Regions from separate parts of the Aedes albopictus genome. Here region 2 is linked to region 1. Evidence: chromatin contacts called from public Hi-C data. All regions are on one chromosome and are shown on one strand. Each heading gives the region's core, a stretch centred on a gene start, on an enhancer-like site or on the middle of the called end of the contact. The rest is flanking DNA. Distances are from core to core; before and after follow the strand shown. Region 1 holds the start of LOC109423501 (peroxisomal membrane protein 11C). Region 2 holds the start of LOC109423498 (endoplasmic reticulum metallopeptidase 1).

Region 1 (4,779 bases), core at 151-2,650:
AATTTCAAATAAAAGTGCGATTCGGTGTCAGATCGTTTCGGTGTCTTCACCGCACTTATTCATTAGCTCATGATGAATAAGTGCGGTGAAGACACCGGAACGATTTGATGCAATATCGCACTTTTATTTAATATTCCGCACTCTGTCGCAGTCCAGTTAGCAATGAAATAAACTATATGCACTGTGAACTGGAACTAGTTCCAGCTGTCAATATGGGCGTTCTAGAGCAATGAGGTACAGATACAGGTGGCGCAGATAAACATTACGAACCACTAGTTGTCTCTTTTGTTCTACCGCTGATCTTATGCAACTCAATTAGTGACGTCACTAATCTATATCTTATTGGTTCTAGAGAACGGGAAATCTAGTTCACGGAGTACATTTCTTAAGCCTTCAGTACACGCTTTGCCAAGTGTGCAAACTTTTCCGCACGCATAATCCAACAGGCCAACAGTGGTCTCAACATTGACAAAACATCGGAAATGTCAAGCGTATGCTTTGCTGTTGGTTGATGCGTGCGGAAAAGTTTGCACACTTGGCAAAGCGTGTATGAAGGCTTTATTGTTATTATGGGTGCTATGCATAGTTTCCGTTTGTTCCCGTTGTCGTGACTGGGAGTGCACGTACATATATCGGAACGGATTTTTTTTTGTGTGGTGAAGGTAGGACGTCAGCAGAAGGATAACAAAAGTGGGCACGAGACCGACAATACAGGGAGTTTTCTCTATTGAACCTATTTTCTTCCGCGGAGTGTCACGAGCGACTGGCCAACCCTGAGGCACAGCAAAGTTAAGACGGGGGTCTTAACTTTGCTGTGAGTACACGGTCCTTGCTCAAAGTTACAGCTTTGAGGTTCTCTTCAACCCCAAACAGTCAGCGAAGGCGCTAGCCTCTACCAGGTTCTGTACTGTTTTTTTTTTGTTGTTGTATTGATATTAATGTAAGTTAACGCCATGTTTGAAAATCTCAGACATTTTCTCAACCAGATGGCGTTCCTTTTCTAGATCAATGGACGATGAGGCAGACGGCGTAATCGCGATTCATTCATTTTCTGCCTTCTTTCTTTCATTCATATATGTCAACAAAACAGGCACAGGTTGTTGTACTCACACGAACAACCGTTTGATGAATCGAAGGCAAGATTCCACGTGTGGAACGGTACATGTAGTAGGTGCGGTAGACTTTTTAAATGTCGTGAGCATACCAATACTTACACTTCATGCTGAACTTTGGGCTTTTGGGTAGCTGCAGCATTGCGTGCTACCTAGAGCAATAAAATTATATGAATAGTAGATAGCGAAATCCATGATATTTTTGAAAGAATATATTAATTTACAATTGTGTCGAACTGTTATAGGGCAATTATGTTTCAATTATGAATGTTATATGTTTGGATATGTTATTTTAAATTTCTACCGACATAAGATCCTACCCTAGCCTAAAGCGTAAGATATCGCCGTATCTGACAGGCATTCCATTGAAATGCAAGTGCAGGGACGAGGTGTTGAGGGTAAGGTGATAAACAAACCTCGCCTCATCGTGATCCTGTACCACGCAGTATCGGGTCAGTCGATTCTTGTTGGTAGTCTGTGCTGGTTATCGTTCCCGTTTCGTGGCGGTATCTTGTAGAAGATATTATTAATTTACAATAGAGAAAAGTTGTTGATACCGATGCATCTACTATAAACAGGCATATCATTGCAGTGTATTTACACGTCTGAGAGAACCGCGTAACTTAGCCACAGTGAATTTTTATTGCATTTAATATTTGCCTGAGATATTCAAACATAAAACTGCAATAGCACAAATAATCAATCAAAATGAGCAAAGCACTAAACGAAGTTTGTGATATGCTGGACACCTACACTGGCCGGGATAAGGTAAGAAGAGTTCCACGTAGCACAGGAAACTACTTTCACTTTTTTGTGTTATAACTAGCCCAGGTAGCCAAAACAATGCAAAGAGATCAAGTTCAAATGGTTGCGTATGTTGGGCTGACGCGAGGAGACCGGTTTTTCGTTTCCGCATTGGCGCTACAAAAAAGTCAGCTTCTAGTCAGCTAATTCCGCTTATTCACCCTTGCCTTTTTTTTAGATTGTTAGAACACTATGCTACACCACAAAGCTGGCGTCTGGGATGTATGCGAACAAAGATCCAGATTTTGCCAAAAAATTGGCCATCTTCAGTTCCAAAATGTCACAAACAAGGGCCACGCTGCGGTTATTTGACGACCTACCAATGCTTAGTTATTCACTCAGTTACGGAATGGGGAGCAAGGTATTATGAGTAACTTTTTTTTACATACTGATGCTGCTTACTAGAATGAATGTTTCAAATAGGAACCAGACAGAATAATGGGCCTTATTGGCTTCATTACCAACCTCATTGACCACGTGTACTATCCTGTGGATAAAATTTGCTGGATGATAGAATACAAACTGCTCAACGTGGAAAATCCCACCAAATGGGACACCGTGAACTCTATCTTTTGGGTGGCGTCGATCTATTTGAACCTTATGAAGTAAGTTGGACATTTTTATGAACTTTTATCTACTCGTTTATTCTTTTTTTGGCCAAGACAGCTTAATTTTGGCAACTGTGTGTATCTTAATCTAAGCGATAAAATTCGCCGAATCACATTGATTTGCTCTTATCTCGCACAAAGATTACCTCAGCTTGGACGCGCGGCAAACAACTTCGATAATTGAATCCCGCTGTGTTGTAGGGAGTGGGATATATCATTTTTTTTTCTTTATCCAACGTCAAACAAACAATGTAGTGTGCACCTGACACTATAGTCCTGCCTGTTCAATGAAGTAGGTTGAACATGGTCGAAGTTGAGGCAGTTGATGCATACTGTTCTTACCCATTCCTCAAAAAATGGGTAAGAGCAGAATGCAGCAAGTTCATCAATGTTCAACATACTTCATTGAACAGGACTTATGATTTCGTTTTAATATTTATTATTCATCGCAGTCCATGTTTTAGAAGCGGTCAACGGATGTCAAATTTAAGAGTATTGATGAACAATTTTATCGAAGATTCTACGTCAATTCTTTACATGTGCTATTCTACGCATGGAGCAAAGTACTCTCTAAAAATTGTGGGTGTAACGGATTTTGTTTCGTTACGTTAAATTGTTGCTTTATTCACGTGACCACATGTTATCTAAACAGAAACGATAAGAGTTCAATAAAAGGCTTACGAATGGAATAGTTTTAAGCTGATATCCTTACAAACGCGAAATATGTGATCAATGATAAGGAACACGATACACTAAAATAGAGGGTATTTGAGAGTGTTGTACCCGTATCGATGCCGTAATATCCGGTGATGCTCAGACATGCTAATTGATAATCACATCTAAAGCGTACTTGAAATCTTGTACACCGAAGCCATGAAAGCAACGGTATCTGGATGTTCCCGCGCGGTCACTTTTTTTGCGATAGAAGGGTCGGGTTCGACCGCAGGGCGCCGGTATGACCTACGTAGCTGACTCCGAACAATTGGACCACCTCTTTATTAGCTTCTGAACTAACCACCCTTCGAGTGCACACGCTACCTGCTTTATAGCTCCAAGACGATTCGGGCGATAACCAATGAAGTGACATTCCAGCTAAACTCGTCTGCTCAAGATTCCTCGGGGTCAAGTCCCCACCGTATGGCAAGCATGCGGTCACGCATTTTGCAAAAACGCGGGCACTCGAGCAAAACATATTCCGCCGTTTCCTCTAAACCAGCACAAACCGGACATTCGAGAGAACCCGCATGACCGAAACGATGTAGATACTGTCGAAAGGAACTGAGGCAGGTGGAATGTTACTTCCTTATGGAACTGTCCCACACTTGCTGCCATTTGAGCATGGAGGCCATCCTGGTAGTCCTGCGTATGCTTGCTGTGTCGCGCATTTCAAAGCACTCTATGTCCTCCCCGATAAAGATGCCGATAGGCACCATACCACTGATGACGCAGAGCGTGTCGTATGACACGGTACGGTACGCGCTCGCAACCCTCAGGCACATCGGCGTATTAGTACTTCACGGTAGCTTTCGGTACTTTGCGCCGTGCCCTACACCGGGACGCCCTATCTTAGTGTGGACATAGCGACACTAGCCAGAAGCTTGCGCTTACTAGCGTACACCGCAAAGCTATTGGACATTATCCGGGACACTTTTAGCTGTGGAGGCTCTTTTACAGGCGTAATCAACGTGGCTACCAAAGGTGAGCTTATCGTCGATCATCACCCCCAAGTGTTTGACGGAGCGCTTTGAAGTGATAGTGAAATCGCCTACACTGATCACCGCTTGCTGCTTCCGGTTGTTCACAACCATCACCTCAGTTTGGTAGTGAGTGAACTCTAGTCTGGACGAACATTTAAAAAGGGCCTATCTGCTTTTTGTAAACAAACATGTTTCTGTCTCTGCAGGGCCCATCTGCAGTCACCCACGCACATCAACACCCTTAAGAGATAGCTTGAAGAACACTCTTTCTGATAAGGGTGTTGATGTGCGTGGGTGGATGCAGATGGGCCCGACAAAGACAAAAACATGTTTGTTTACGCAAAGCAGATAGGCCCTTTTCAAATGTTTGTCCAGATTTTCGCTGATTATGGTCGTCGCCATATTGAAGAATTAGCTTACGTGAATGAAAAATAGTTATTTTTTCTTAAATTAGCAATGAAATGGTAGTTTGCAACCATTTTCATAACATGCTCACATAAATAAACTCTTTCTGCTGAGTTTTCTTGCGATTCGGGATAGTTTTACTAAATTCACAAA
Region 2 (4,801 bases), core at 1,993-4,492, 170 kb before region 1:
GTTATTACTAGAAAAAAAAATTTTTTTCAATGTTGTACGTTATATCGAAGCAAAATGTACGTTATATCGAATACGCTATAGACACATTCCACGCGTTACGTTTTGCGCGAGAATCAAACTTTTGCTTCCAAAAATTTGTATATTGTTAAACATACGCGCCAACTTGTGACGTAGTTGGGGAGGGGGCAAGGCCTCTCAAAACCAAATTAACTCGGCAAATATCGACGCAGTTTATCTTATTTGGGCATATTTACGTGAAAACTAGTACATTGAGCTCAAAAAAGTTGGATATTGTCCAATTTTGGAGAGCTTCGCCCCCCCAACTACGTCACAAGTTGGCGCGTATGTTGTTAAATACATGCTAACCAGCAAATCAAACGATCAGATTTGAATAGAAGATTCATTTTATGCTTTCTAATTGGGAATCGGACCTTTGTACTTCGAAAGATATCAAGAAATACAGCGTAACGGGACACCATCGCAAAAAATATGAATTTTGACCGAAAGCCAGGAAATTGGCTACTTTTCAGAAACATTTGTTAAAGTTTCAGGTACTATTAGAAGAATATAAGTAATTATCTTCATTTTGGTGCAAAAATAATCAAAGTCGATAGCAGGAGCCCGGAAATATCGTTCAATGAAGTTCAGAAACCGCGATGTAGAAGTGCGTGGAATGTGTCTATATCGAGGATACGCTATATCGAAGATTACCTTATTACGTAACGCTAAGGGGGGAGGGAGGAGGTCCAGCGCTGCGTTACGCTCTATACAAAATTTCAAAATTTTCCATACAAAAGGTGTTACGTGGGGGAGAGAGGGGGTGTAAAATTGGCAAATTTTGCGTTACGTAATATTTGAATGAACCCTTATATACACTGTGCTGTGGAAGTGGAAAGGAAAGGAAACGAATTTTTGCAATTCGTTTCTGGTTCTAGCGATAGATATGAACATATGAATATACTTGTACATGAGTTGTATGTGAGAAAGTGGATATAAAGATACAAAGTAGGATTAGAGGGACGGGCCAGGGATTGAACCCATGACCTTCTGCATACGAATCAGAAGCGGTAGCCACTAGACCATCAAGCCCGTCTATTTCAGCTTTTCTACTACAGGTAAGTGTCGATAAACCAATAGAAACCCTACGCTTCTGAAGCAATCCTCTGTGATAACATGTGCTCAAATGCTTAGCCCAACATGATACATGAATTGTGATAATCAAGTGTGGTTCAGGTAGCCCTTAATTTAAAATTAGGCGGATCGACTTGACTCAAAATAATAAAAAAAAAACAAACAGAGGAATAATACTAGAACTAGTTATTATCATTGAATTTCCTACCTGCAGTGGCGTTTCTTCGGCTCCATTGAACAAGAAAATAATCGAGTACTGATTGATATCGGACTGTCTTGACATTACTCGCAATATCTCCAACATTACAGCACAACCCGATAGATCATCGCTGGCACCAGGGCTGGTTGCCACCGAATCAAAATGGCAATTCAACAGCAGTGCCTGCTCCTTGTGTTTTCCCACCAGCTTGGCAATCACGTTCTGAACGTTCCGATAGACGCTCGTTGCTGACTTGTTCATGTAGACGCCGACATATCCACCGGAAACGATTTGCTTGTCGACAACGATCTCTTGGTTTTTGTTCTTCAGCTGATCGATGTAGGAAATCTCTCGCAGGAGAAAATCAACGGCCAGCACCTCGTTCGCATAGCTGCCAGTTGGTTTCGGGCCAAAATCGTTCAAAATTTTCAAATCTTTGTATGCTCGCTCGGCAATGAATGCGTTTGGATATTTCGCTAGGTGTGCGTTCCTCAGTGCGTCCGGTAGGTGAGAGTTGGTGTAGCTAGTCAAATTGCCAATGAAAAGGATGAGGAAAATGCCACCGATGCCCCACCAGGACGAAATGCTGTGGACGCTTTTCACTTTAGAATAATCTAAAAATAACATCGACATTAGTTTAGTTATTCAAAACGTTCACATACCGTCAAGCAGAGCTACTTTTGGCTTATTTCGTATTATATCAGGTTTGATTGGCCTTTTTCGGTAAAGGAATGAGGGAACAAGACAAGTAATAATTGTACACGTTGGGATAGATTCGCCAGCAAGCGACGATAGAAATTGAACAGCAATTTATATTAACTAAGGCCGATTGTTGAATAGCACATTTACAACTTACCTACGTCCTCGGCCCTGATCTTGTAATAAAACATATTCAGATATTCCAATGTGTTTGAATTGACGAGAACTCATTGCAATGTTTACTATAAATAAATGACCGAACTCGATTTTACACAATTCGATGATTTCAAACATGATTCAATACTAAATAAGCTTGGTAAACTTTTTAATCAAAATTACTTTTATGCTATTTTTTAATCTGCGTGTTTCCTTCAAAATGTTATATTTATTCACTCTACACACGTTTTTCAATCATGTTTGTAAGAAGGACATTTAAACTTCACTGTCTTAAACTTTAAACTGTTTTTCAAGGTAAAATCAAAGTTACCCCAAAATTGGGAAGGTGACACATACCTACATCAAACATTATTGGTTATCCAAAAATCCAAACTTATCTAGTCGCTCGATTGTAATCTATTACTGAAATGATCCTAGTATTTGTTTTAAGAATGGAAAACTATAGATTCCAATGTTTTTTTTTATGAAAAAAAAAACATTGGAATAACAATAAAAATTAAGCATAGAGCAATCCATAAGTCAGAAAAAGTCCTGCTTGACGGTAGCCCGGTTGTCTTACCTATATCTGGATCGAGCACTTTCCCCTTCACTCCTTTCCGGTTGGCGTTCGTAGGCTGACAAAACAAGAACATAATTGAATGTCGATAAAAAGTGTTTATGTAATCTAGTCCATGGTGGCCCATACCTGGAACATTTTGATTTGTAAATGACGTTTTTTAATGTTACAATAAAATCAGTAGGAATGTTATTAAACAAAATTATACATTTGGTAAATGATCATTAGAGCACTAATTATTAAGATTTTTTTTTCTAATTTGTCAATCCTTCTTGTATTCACTCTCTTTCTAAGCTATCCATTTCCTGCTACATTCAAACATTAACGACACCTAAACTGTAACCAAATTTCATTTAAATATAAGTTTTTTGAAACTTTGTCATAAAACTACACAATTTTTCACGAAAAATGGATTTTTTCTTCGAATGTCTGTCAGCACACCATGTCACTATGCGACAGAATGAAAATTTTGACGTGTAAGATACGCACACATGCTGCAGTGTGATATATCTCTACCACGCACACATGGTCAAGCGGCCTATGAACGGGAAATCAAAACAAAAAACAGATGTTGATGTTTGCTAAAGACATAAACCGAGCGGCGAAGCCGGCTGCGTGGTACAAGTATGATGCAGTTAGCATAGTCGCTATGCTAACATAACACATACTAATAAATGGAGAACGATAAGCATAGATCCAGTCCATGTCATTTAGACTGGTGAGTATGCAGATGAAAATCATGAAACGGGCGCCAAAGTTAAGAAGCGATGTGAAATAACACGAACTGAAAAACGTGTATCATGACTCGGTATTATAAATTTTATATCGTACTTGCGGTTTTAGTATCACAATAGAAGTAATAATTTAACCGATTTTGTACACATCAGTACAATGCTACGAGTAGTGCTGTACACCTGGAATTCGCAATTGGTTGCAAAAATAACAATTTTGTTATATTTCATAGATATTTAGTTTTTCATAATTTGAATTACGTGTCCAAGCAACTTGTTCTGCCTACTGCGTTTTTTATATTCCTAGAAATCTGGAATTTGGTTTTCAAAACGTATGTAGGGAAAGGTGGGGTAATATGCACCCCCTAAGCAAACGTGGAATAATAACTAAGATTAAGATAATGTTATAGATGTCTTGCGATTTGAAAGTTAGTTTAGTTGATTGACTAAAAAGCGCTAACTTTTGGTTCGCGTGATATCCATTTTACCGAATTACATTTACAATTAGAAAAAGTGTTACGTTTTGGGTGCTGAAAAACTGTTGGAGGCAAAACGCACCTTGAGGTGGGGCAATACGACCTCTGGCATTTTCCGCTTTGAATTCTAATGAAATACCATGCGGCTCCATCTTACTATTCACGGCAGCAAATGGAAGGTGCAGAAGGCAGATGGTACTTGATTGATTGATAGATTGATTCCATATAATCAGCGCGCAACCACTTAAATTGCGTGCGCTTCAAATTAGACAATCTTTCCTAATATGGAAAATCATCGGTTTCAACGCTTTTCTTTCGAATATTCTTGTCATTCTTGAGCTTGTCCGACTCAATTTTACTTCTAGTTTGCCGAGCTTCATTTATATAATTAAATAGCGTGAGAGCGTTTTGCCCCGGGGGTGCGTATTACCCCAGGTTGCCCTAAATGTTTTTTTGTAATGTTATCCTCTTTCTCTTTATCTTGGCGTAATGACCTCACTGGGACATAGTTTGCTTCTCAGCAAAGTGTTCTGTGAGCATAACCTTAGTTATACTCTCAGAGATTCCTCAACTAATAATTTTATATGATGATAAACCTGTAACTAGATGAAAATCAAGTGAATACTGTTCCTTTTAATTTCAACTATGCGTCCCATGACAGATACGTACATCGACCTCAACTGTAATGTCGTCCATTACAAGAATTTCATGGACCTACTGGAAATCGAACCCGTCACCCTAAGCAAGGCGATGCTGAATATCCGTTCATTACCTACTTGCTGTGTTAAGCCGGCAGTACACTGGGTCAAATATTCAACCAAAAACAAACCAA

What was found. A called contact is a pair of places that touch in the nucleus more often than the background predicts.
Region 2: a contact with region 1 is called in a Hi-C map of embryo, with 9 times the contacts expected there. The contact joins the promoter of LOC109423498 here to the promoter of LOC109423501 in region 1. A contact is called at or near these places in 2 of 3 Hi-C or Micro-C datasets (embryo and whole body).

Annotation. Positions count from the first base shown.
Region 1 is chr1:199,361,497-199,366,275 of AalbF5, reverse strand. LOC109423501 (peroxisomal membrane protein 11C) reads left to right here and starts at 1,400. Exons shown (of 5, transcript XM_029866928.2): 1 at 1,400-1,880; 2 at 2,095-2,277; 3 at 2,340-2,521. The coding sequence starts at 1,821.
Region 2 is chr1:199,530,197-199,534,997 of AalbF5, reverse strand. LOC109423498 (endoplasmic reticulum metallopeptidase 1) reads right to left here and starts at 3,242. Exons shown (of 8, transcript XM_019698466.3): 1 at 2,892-3,242; 2 at 2,766-2,820; 3 at 1,340-1,944. The coding sequence starts at 2,900.